2 separate regions of the Zea mays genome follow, and region 1 is linked to region 2. Evidence: chromatin contacts called from public Hi-C data. All regions are on one chromosome and are shown on one strand. The core of a region is the stretch at or near the end of the contact, and the rest is flanking DNA. Distances in the headings are between cores, read along the strand shown.

Region 1 (4,692 bases), core at 1,458-3,957, 160 kb before region 2:
TCGTTTCTTGACTGATACGTACCACGAAGTTAAGGCTTAGATGCACTCCTTCGACGATCACGGATTCTTTCTGCTCTTCCCAGGAGGTAATTAATCTGTCCAGGCTGTCGATCACCATCTCGCTCTGCGCCTTGTAGCCTTCTACCGCCATCTGCTTGCTGCCAATCAGTTCGGCTCTAGGAGGTAGTTCCGAGGACCCTTGCTGTGATTTGTCGTCTGAAGAAGTGCCTCCACAGGTATTTGGATGAGAAACAACCGTGGGTTTATTCGCCTTGTGCTTTGCCTTCGCCTGAGCAACTGCAATAGGATCTAGATATTCGCCTGCATGGTAGGTCGAGGCATAGAGAAGAGGATTCTGTTTTTGATCTGCGAAGCCTCTCATCATATGGCGTATGGAATCAGTAGAAACCACTGTCGTGATACCCAGCCTACTACCCTGGTGAACAAAAAAATAATAAACCAAGGATTCAGCAATTGTTCACTTCGCCCATTTATTTGATGAAAAATACAACAACAAAGCATTTTAGTTCCAAGCAAGATGGGACAGGCAGGCTAGATTTGAAACCCAACACGAGCGACTCATAGCAGATTTACTGGATTGCTGATATGGCACAGAAACTGCTAATCCAGAAATGGACAACTATTCTAGATTATATTAAACATACCAGCAAAGATGATAAAGTGGACTTGCCGCATCCGCTTGTCCCACACAAGAGTATTGTCACCGATTCCTTTCTCTCTTTAATTCTGATCGGAACATATGGGAAGGCAAAAAGGAAATGTTATCAATTCCTTTCAAGCTGTTTTGGGAGTGGCTGTGATAAATTGTTGATGGTTAAATACATCAATTCTGTTACAACAGATAACTTTCACTTAAATAAGGCATGCCAAACATGCATGGAAATTGATGTGATGGACATGTGCATTAAATGGACAGATATATGTTATCGTTTAAATTCGTGCGGATTAAGAAATACAGTGATAAGCAAGTTTATTTTACCTGCAAGCGAGGAGCAGGTCTGCTTTCTGGTTGGGTCCAACATACTTGTACAAAGAGAGGGCATCGCATACAACACTTACAAACTCCTCTCTTGAGATAACAACGGTAGTCTGGTTCTTGTATAATTCAAACGGTATGCTGCTATCGCTTCTCTCCAGCATTTTTTGAGTATCTGTTCCATCTCCAAGGCCAAGAGCAGGATAATTTTCTTGTTTGCCTGCCCCGTCTGACTTTGATTGAGCCAAGAATTCACTCTTCATTACATCGAATACTCTCTTGCTAATCTGTTGTGGCAACAAGGATCGGGAAAAAAAAGATTATTACCAACGCAAGTCTAGAAAGGAACATGCTCTGCAGACCAGTAGGTATGACAAGTCTTGTAATTGGTCTCACACTCAGCCCAATTGGACCGTCAGGAACAGAAGATGTCAACCATGACCAAATCAGAGTAAAAATAGGGGGGGGCACCATCGAGTGGGAACCTGATACTCGTTCAAGTCAATTGCCAGATACTGTCTAGAATCGTGTACCCATCAAAGAAAAACGCGTCTACAACTCTACATCACGTAACATGGCGTTGTCTTTGTCAACCGAACATAATAATCCCGAGAAAGCAATAGTAATTCACACCAGCCGAAGTAAGTAACAGGCAACAGTGGTATGATGATAGCGACCCCACAAACAAGCAAGTGGTATCACTTACTTGGTGGTAAACAAGAACAAGAACTGAAGGTGGAATCTTTTTCGGGTTTCCAAAGAACGCGGAATTCGGAAGCCTTGGGATGGGAGTTCAGCTCAAGCCTGAAAGAGGCCCCTCATCAAAGACGAAAAGGATAGGGCGTTTGGAGGTGGGGATTTTGGGTCGAGCCGGGAACAAATCTGCGCATCGGCGGCAGGAAGCTCACCTTTTTCTTGTCAAAATCGGCGATCACAAACCACACACATGCCAGCCAACACAGCAGACATGCAGCCGGAGGAGGTGATTCACGCCCAAGCCCCCGCAGAAATTGAGCGGAAAGCTAAGCTTTCGATGCAGGGATCTACCGCACCGCGCTAGAGGACCAGACAGCCCGCCTCCCTCGATCATAATATAGCAACCCGAGCTTCTTTTTATTTATTTATTTATAACAAAGCTATAGGAGCAAAGCAGGATGACACGCAAGAGCGAGCGGGGAGAGGGAGGAAGAGAGGGACCTTGAAGGCATGGCGAGGCTTGCATCCCATGAGATGCAGGGTGCTCTGCAGCACGGGGCGCGTGTACCGGAACGCCCGGCGGCCCCCGCCGTCGGCGACGGCAATGTAGAGCAGCTTGGGCGGCGGAGGCGGAGGCGATGCCTCTTCCGCCATGTCCCCTACCTCCAGCGGAGAGGCCGAGAGGCCGGATCAGGAACCGAACGGTGGGGGGTTTGGCCTTGGCGAGCGGGGAGCCTAGAGGGCGGGAGGCGCGGAGGGGGGTTTTGAGGCGCAATGCGGCGGCGGCGGCAGGGCCATGGCGGTGCAGGCCGGGTGCCGGGGGGCTGCAGGTGTCACGACGTCCGCGCCGCGTCCGCGCATGGCGTCCACATGGGCGTCCGCGCGCCCCGCGGTCTTGTTCGCTTCTCCCCCATGCTGCTGCCTTGCCTTGCCTTGCTTGCTCCCGTTGCCCCCGCCTCGGTGTCGCCCCCTCCCCCCCCCCTTTCTCTAGCTAGCCTAGCCTTCTCGTCTCAGGAAGGACGGGAACGGGAATTGCTTTTCTTTTTTCTCAGGTTCTTCGAATTTCTGCCACACCTATATATATACAGCTGGTTAGGCGGATGTACTTGCAAGGCACGTGATTTTTGGTACGTCGTCTTTTCGTTGCTGAAAAAAACGCAACGACTATGAGAGACCTGGTCTCATAAAATCGATGAATCGTATTCGGTTGTTATATGTTTGTACTTCGCCTTTGGAATTCAGGAATTCGTACAAGGTTTGAACGTAGAAAAGAGAACAAATTTCTTCGATTAGCTAGTATAATATCAGTGGTTACAAAATCTTTAGTAGCATCTTCTTATTAGAAGTTAGGTTAGTGGTTACAAAAAAAATCTTAGTAGCACTTTTACTAGATGTTAGGTTTAATTTTTCTTAAAAGCAAAGTTTTGAAAATTATAACAGAGGAACTACTCTGCAAAGTAGATGTTTAACCTTATGCATACGTACAAACAGGCAAAGAGACAAGGTTAGATAGTTTCGCAGGTTTTGGTTTGGCTAAACTCCCAAGGAACACTGCATAGAATTGTATGTTGGCAATCTGAGGTCAACACGCGTGGACAGATGGAGCATAGGCTTAGGACGTGGCGACTGCAGTGCAGCTGACCACCACCCTAGTTTAATACAACGATAGGGACAAGAGACAAGGCCTCTTTAAATAATACTAACCAACACGGCTAAGTAAAAGAGAGAGATAATCGACACGGCTTGAAGCTTTTTTTAGAGAATAGTATTAGTCTTGCTGACAAGTTTCAAAGGTTCAAGAGACAAGACCTCTGTTTTCATATTCATATACTCCAGCTTCGTATCCATATTCGATCATATCCTTATTGTACCACTAAACCTTGTACTATTGACGCTTCTCTCTATTTTCATTGAATCTCCTGCCACCGATGCTCCTTCTCTTCAACGTTGGGCTGATCATTCGTATTCTCCTCCATACCCGTACGGTTATCCATATGGTGCATAGTTTAGGAAAAGTAGATGTTTAACCTTATGCATACATACAAGGAAGGCATAGCTAGTTTCGCGGCTGTCTCATTTCTACTTTAAGTAAATATAACAAGGTTTTTTTTTGTTTGCTTTGGCTAAACTCCCAAGGCACTGCATAGAATTTTATGTTGGCAATCAACTGTCATGTGAGGCTTAGTGGTACAGATGGAGGCTTAGGAGGCGGCAGCACAACGTGGCGATCACCCTTGTTTGTTTCCCAGCCTAGTTTAATACAACAATAGGGACAGATGATTCATGAATGTTTTGTTTCATCATGGTTGTAACTGTTTCCATTTGCTTTCTGCGGTGCGTGGCATCGAGTAATGGACGATGGAGGTGGAGCCGGGCGGCTACAAGTGGTGGATGCTTGGCGGGGTCCCCAGTCCCCACCCCACCCCTCCCGTCCTGCCCAGCCCAGCCCACCCGGCGCCGGCAGTAACCGACGGCGTCAGTGGCGCGCCAAAACACAACGGTCGCCGCCCCGGCACCGGTTCCTTGCATTATATTGAGAGGACAGCACATATTTTCACCCTTTTGTTCATTCTTACTTTTCGAAGAATCTCAACTTTAATATAAAAAATCAAATAAACACTCGAAGAAGGGAGTGAGAATCTGAATCAATGGAACAGAACGGAAGCAGGCTTTCCCGAAGACCACTCCTATAATTTCTAACTCTACTGAAAGGATTCTCAACAAGACGAAAGAGCCAGCAGAAGTTGCACTGTAAACACAAAGGGGTCCCTATGCTGTAGATCACCTTATCGCAGCTCACACATTGTGTAAACCACACAGGAGGTCAAAACCACAGCTAGCACTACTCTACACGAACGCCACCGCTCAACGGTGCACCTTGTCTTTCTTTCTTTTTTTCTTTCTTTCTTTCTTCTTCAAGACTGGTATGCATGCATGAACTCACCCTATACCAACCCAAGCACTACACGGTGGAACTGATACCACCGTCTCTATGAACA
Region 2 (5,146 bases), core at 2,323-4,822:
TTGACCAAGAGAGTTCTAGTGTAGTATTGGTGCACAATTACACTCACATACAGTGCTAGGTGTCACTCTAGAACTCACTCATAAGTTAGAACGAAAACCGATTTGAAAATCAGCTGAAAAACAAGAAGTAGGGTTTCTGTCCCTGGGGCACCGGACTGTCCGGTGTGCACCGGACTGCCCGGTGTGCACCGTACTGTCCGGTGCACCCTCTGCCAGGTGGGACCAGGATGGTCCGAGGAAGAAGCTCCCCTCCACAGAAAACCCAAGAGCGCCTGTTTCAGAGTTGAATTTTAGTGGCGCACCGGACATCGCACTGGACTGTCCGGTGTGCACCAGACAGTGACTGTTCACTGTCCGGTGTGCCATGAGTCCAACGGCTAGCTATCAGAACTAGCCGTTGGAAACGACCGTTGGTGCACCGGTGGCGCACCGGACTGTCCGGTGCGCCATTGCGCAGTGAGATGCCTGTAACGGCTAGTTGGTGGGTGAGGGCTATTTATACCCCTTCCACCCACCATATTCAATGTCTTGCACTCCACATTTATTCCAGCACATTGCTAGAGCATTGCAAGCACCAAAACCCTAGTGAGGAGATTAGAGAATCTTAATCCGCGGTTGTTCCTCATTAGCGCTAGCAAGAGCCACCTAGAGCACACACCACTTGCATTAGGCTTCTCTTGGTTAAGCGAAAGTCTACGGCTTGTTACTCTTGGTGATCGGCATCACCTAGACGGCTTGGTGGCGTTGGGAGCTCGGTGATCACCGTGAAGATCTTGTTGGTGACCCGACTCAAGTTTGTAAGCGGTCTCGAGGGATCCACCGCGCCGGAGTGGCAAAGGATCATCTCGTAGTGAGCACTTGGTTCTTGCGAGGACCAAGGGGGAGCGATACCCTTGCGCGGGTGCTCCAACGAGGACTAGTGGAGAGTGCCGACTCTTCGATACCTCGGGAAAAATTGGAGGAGTCTTCTAAACCTTGCTTTACATTCCGCACATAATTCAAGCACTTTACATTGTGTATTTGTTTAGCAAGTATTTGAAGTATTGTCTTAGCATTGTTGAATTTCTAGTATTATATTCTTAGTGCTAGTTGTTGGGGTGAAGTTGGGCTCTTGCTTAGCTCTTGCTTAGGTTTCAATTAGTATTGATTTTTAGAAAAGTCCAATTCACTCCCCTCTTGGGCATCATGATCCTTTCACAGTCAACAGTTTTTTCTTCTAAAACTCATCTTTTTAGTGTAAATTTGAAATGGCCTCTGGGCTTGTTACTATCGAATTTCGGATGGAAGATCTATGCAGATTTATATAGAACAACGGCTAGAGGCGGACCTACTTATAAACACCTCCACTCAAATTTATGGTTTTAGTGGACTTTCCATCTTATTTATTGTAGCTATAAAAAGTCGTTAATTAGTAGGTCTCTATTTAGGTCCACATTCGGATTTCGGGCCAGGTCCGCCCCTGACAACGGCTTCAAACGATTCATGGCACTAAACCAAACAGCTAGTATATGCTAACTCTAGGGTTCAGCTACTAAAAGGTGGATTTGGTGCGGTGGAGCTAGATTTCTTAGAGTGGAGTAGTTTCAAACACCTAGAGGTGCGTAAAAAATTCGTTCATATGAAAATACTTTGTGGCGTACATCATCTGAAATATCTGATAGTGGGTCTAAACAATCTGAAGACGTAGAAATAGCAAAGATCGCGAAGAATTGTAATGCCAAATTTCAAAATAGATAATTATAATAACAAATCTCATAACTTCAAAAACTATAATAGCACGAATCAATGAACCCTTCTTTTTTATCAATCACACAATTGATATTCTCGCATACGAGATTACTCCACGCAAATATGAAAATATACCCATCCCTCCCTCAAATATACACTTCGGATCATCTCTCTTATCCCTATATTTTCTTATTATACTACTCCTTAAACACCACTTCATGTAGTGTAATTTCGCGAGCTCCATTACATGTAATCGCGAGCTGATGACCAGCTTCTCGAAAATGGAGGTGCCATCGTCGATGCCGCTCAGTTCAGTTCAGTCACACTGTCACAGAGCACCTCCAGTGCATCGGCGAAGCAGGAGCCGAAGCGCGCCATCTCGGCCTCCTGCAGCACGACGCCGACCTCCACCCCGGCGTCGCGGGCCTCCGCCAGGGACACCGTGCCGGGCGTCTTGTCGATGGACACCAGCTCCACCTTGGCCGGCCGGCCCAACCCGAAGTCAGTCTCGTACACACCGTACCGCGGGGACCCGCCCACCGACATCGGGCGCTCCGGGACCAGCGACAGGATCTTGTGGAACCACCCGCCTGCCCCATCCAGCACGCCGCCGTCGAGCGCCGCGACGGCCGCGCCGATCGCCGCGGCCGCAGCCGCCACGCCGTCGCCGCCCAGCAGCTCGCCCGTGCCCACCTCCACGAAGCACGGCCGGAGGCAGTTGCCCAGGTACTCCTGCGGGATCGGCGGCGCCAGGCGGCGCCGGCACTCCACCGAGAACAGCAGGTGCGCGCGGGGCCGCTCCCCGCCGCCCACGCGTGCCAGGCAGGCCCACGCCAGCGCGCACGCCACCGTGAACGCCGAGCAGTGGACGCGGCCCGTGCCGCCGCCGTCCGCCGCGACCTTGGCGGCCACGCGCCGCTTCAGCGCGTCGATGCGGTCGCGGGTGAGCGCGAACGACGCGATGACAAGCTTCGGCTGTGGGCCTGCCGCCGGCGGCGGAGGCGGAGGCGGGCCGTTGCCTGCCAGCTGGCGCATTTCGTCGAGCGTCCTGCCGGCGAGGCCCTCGGGGTCGGCGACCACGCCACGGTCCAGGAAAGGCGGCGGCGGCACCGCGTCCGCGCCGCCGCTAGCCACGCGGCACTGGGCGGCCCAGGTCCTGATGAAGTGCGTGTAGCTGGAGTCGTCGCAGGCCACGTGGTGGATGGACACGCCGACGGCGACCCCGCGGGCGGGGAACACGGTGACCTGCGCCGCCGCGAGGGCGAAGGAGCCGTCGGCCCCGGGCGACGGGAGCCGCGGCACCAGCGCGTAGAGCCGGGCGACGTCCCTCGGCCCGCCGGCGGAGAGCTCGTCGAAGTCGTCGGAGCTCTCGGCGACGATGAGCTCGACGGCCTCGCCGCCGTCGGAGCAGAAGAATTCGTACCCGCCGCCGCCGTCCGGGCACGGGCGGACGCGGCCGAGCAGCGGGTAGAACGCGCGCAGCGTGGCGGAGAGGGAGGAGACGAGGGACGGCAGGAGGTGGGCGGCGAAGTGGTCCGCCGTGTGCGCGTAGGGGTAGAAGAAGACGCGCTCCACGGGGCCCGTGAAGAGCCACGGCACGTCGAAGAAGGTGAGCGGGAGCGCGCCGCCGGGCGCTGGAGGTGAAGCCCCCACCTTGAGCCTGTCAAGGATCTTGGTAGCGGCCATGGGGATTGGGGAGGTCGATGCGGCCCCTCTCCCGCGCCTGCAGCTGGAGCTGGAGCCGCACGGCAGCAGGGAGAGAGAGAAGGGGAGATGGCGAGCAGGTGGGAGTGAGTGGTGATTCAGATCCACCAAACACAAGCAAGCAGACCTGCTGGTGGAGTGGTGGTGGTGGGATGGAAATGTCACCAAACAAAACGTGTCCCTCGTCTCGTCTACCACTGTTTCTCTTAGGTACAGGGAGAACGACGTTGTCAGTGACAGACTGACAATTCAGGTAGGCCGTAGGCAAACTCCTGCTCACAGAGAATAAACTGACAGGCACGGGGAAAAAGCTTCAGTGCTTGATTTACAGCAGTGAAAAAGCAGAGAGCAAGCTGATGAGGGAAACCTGCCGAGTGAATGAAAATGAATATCTAATGCAGCCACACTACAACAACATCAGTCCTTAGAGATGTATTACCAAATAAATCCGGTATTTGCGCACTCAGGTACTACCGATCGAGGCAGGCAGCGTTGATCTGAACAGATGGCACCCACTTGATTTTGAAGCTGCATGTCCTTTCAGCCACCCACTTGACCGCAGGTATGTGCGTCTAGTGCGCGTCCATGCTCCAAACAGAAGAGAAGAGCAGGGATGCTGTGGGAACTGGCAAGTGTCAGCTCTCTGATTGAAAGAAAAGAAAAAAAGAAAAGGTTTGTCAATATGTGTCGGCGCCATGTGCTTAGCATCACAGAAGATGGCTTTATACAGAAGAGAGGGATGCAGAGCTAATCACGCAGTTTAACTGAAGCTTAGACCTTGGGAATACATCACCAGCATTTAGATCCCGCCAGAATGTGTTGGTAGACAGCATGGAAGGAAGTTGCTGTGATGAGAAGGCAGCATGAACAACCAGATCGACAGGCGCCCACCAACCCCAACTCTGAATGGAAAGGCATCCAAAGTCTGCCAGGAAACTGTGAGCTTTCAATTTCATAGACAGCCAAGGACTCACTGGTCGCAAGCAAAGGCACCTAGTTGATTGGGAATAAACACTTGGAATTGCTACTGAGCAGTGAACAACTTCGTCTCTAATTTGGTTTGGTCCATCTATGTGGATGTGGCTGGCAGGTGTTAGGGGCTAGGGCACAAAACCGCTGGTCCTCGAACTGATCGAGGCCCAGGCCCATACTGTTGGGCCTCCTACATATGCAAACCACCACACGCGTTCATCACCATCAATCAAGTAAGCATCTCGTCCTCAAAGGAAACTACAGTTCCACTATTTCTTTTTAATAAAGATACCAATCAACAGAATAGCAAAAGGCACAAAACTATCAGCAGCTCTGACTTACCTTTTCATGTATATATTTTTTAAATTATTGGAAGATAATACTACTAGAGAGGAACATTTATTATTATTATTATTTTAAAAAAAGCTCTTCAACTGAAATGATGGGGGAGGCGCCACATGCACAACTCTCGAGGCGCCTGTTCATCACTAGAGATGTCCAAACGGGCCGCCCGGCCCGGTCCGGCCCGGGCCCGGTGAAGCCCGGCCCGTGTTGGGCCCGGCCCGTCAAGCACGATTAAAAAACCGGGCCGGGCCGGCTAAGCACGCGGGCTCAATTTCTTGTCCGATCCCGGCCCGCAACGGGGCTAAACGGGCCGGGTCGGCCCGTTTAGCACGAAAAAAGCGGGCCGAAAAGCGGGCTTTGCGGGCCGAAAAGCACGTTTTAGTGTAAAAAAAGCGGG

Evidence for each region. Hi-C and Micro-C count contacts between places; a contact is called where the count stands out from the background.
Region 1: a Hi-C map of leaf shows a contact between it and region 2, with 4 times the contacts expected there. The contact joins the promoter of LOC100279125 here to the promoter of LOC100281179 in region 2. A contact is called at or near these places in 6 of 25 Hi-C or Micro-C datasets (bundle sheath, leaf, leaf mesophyll and 1 more).

What each region holds. Positions count from the first base shown.
Region 1 is chr4:176,115,661-176,120,352 of Zm-B73-REFERENCE-NAM-5.0, reverse strand. LOC100279125 (P-loop NTPase domain-containing protein LPA1 homolog 1) reads right to left here and starts at 2,707. Exons shown (of 7, transcript NM_001152166.1): 1 at 2,195-2,707; 2 at 1,001-1,284; 3 at 666-747; 4 at 23-436. The coding sequence starts at 2,347. It overlaps LOC100279292, which reads right to left. Exons shown (of 4, transcript NM_001152313.2): 4 at 4,356-4,692.
Region 2 is chr4:175,956,622-175,961,767 of Zm-B73-REFERENCE-NAM-5.0, reverse strand. LOC100281179 (anthocyanin 5-aromatic acyltransferase) reads right to left here and starts at 3,572. Exons shown (of 1, transcript NM_001154098.2): 1 at 1,710-3,572. The coding sequence starts at 3,414. The coding sequence ends at 2,035.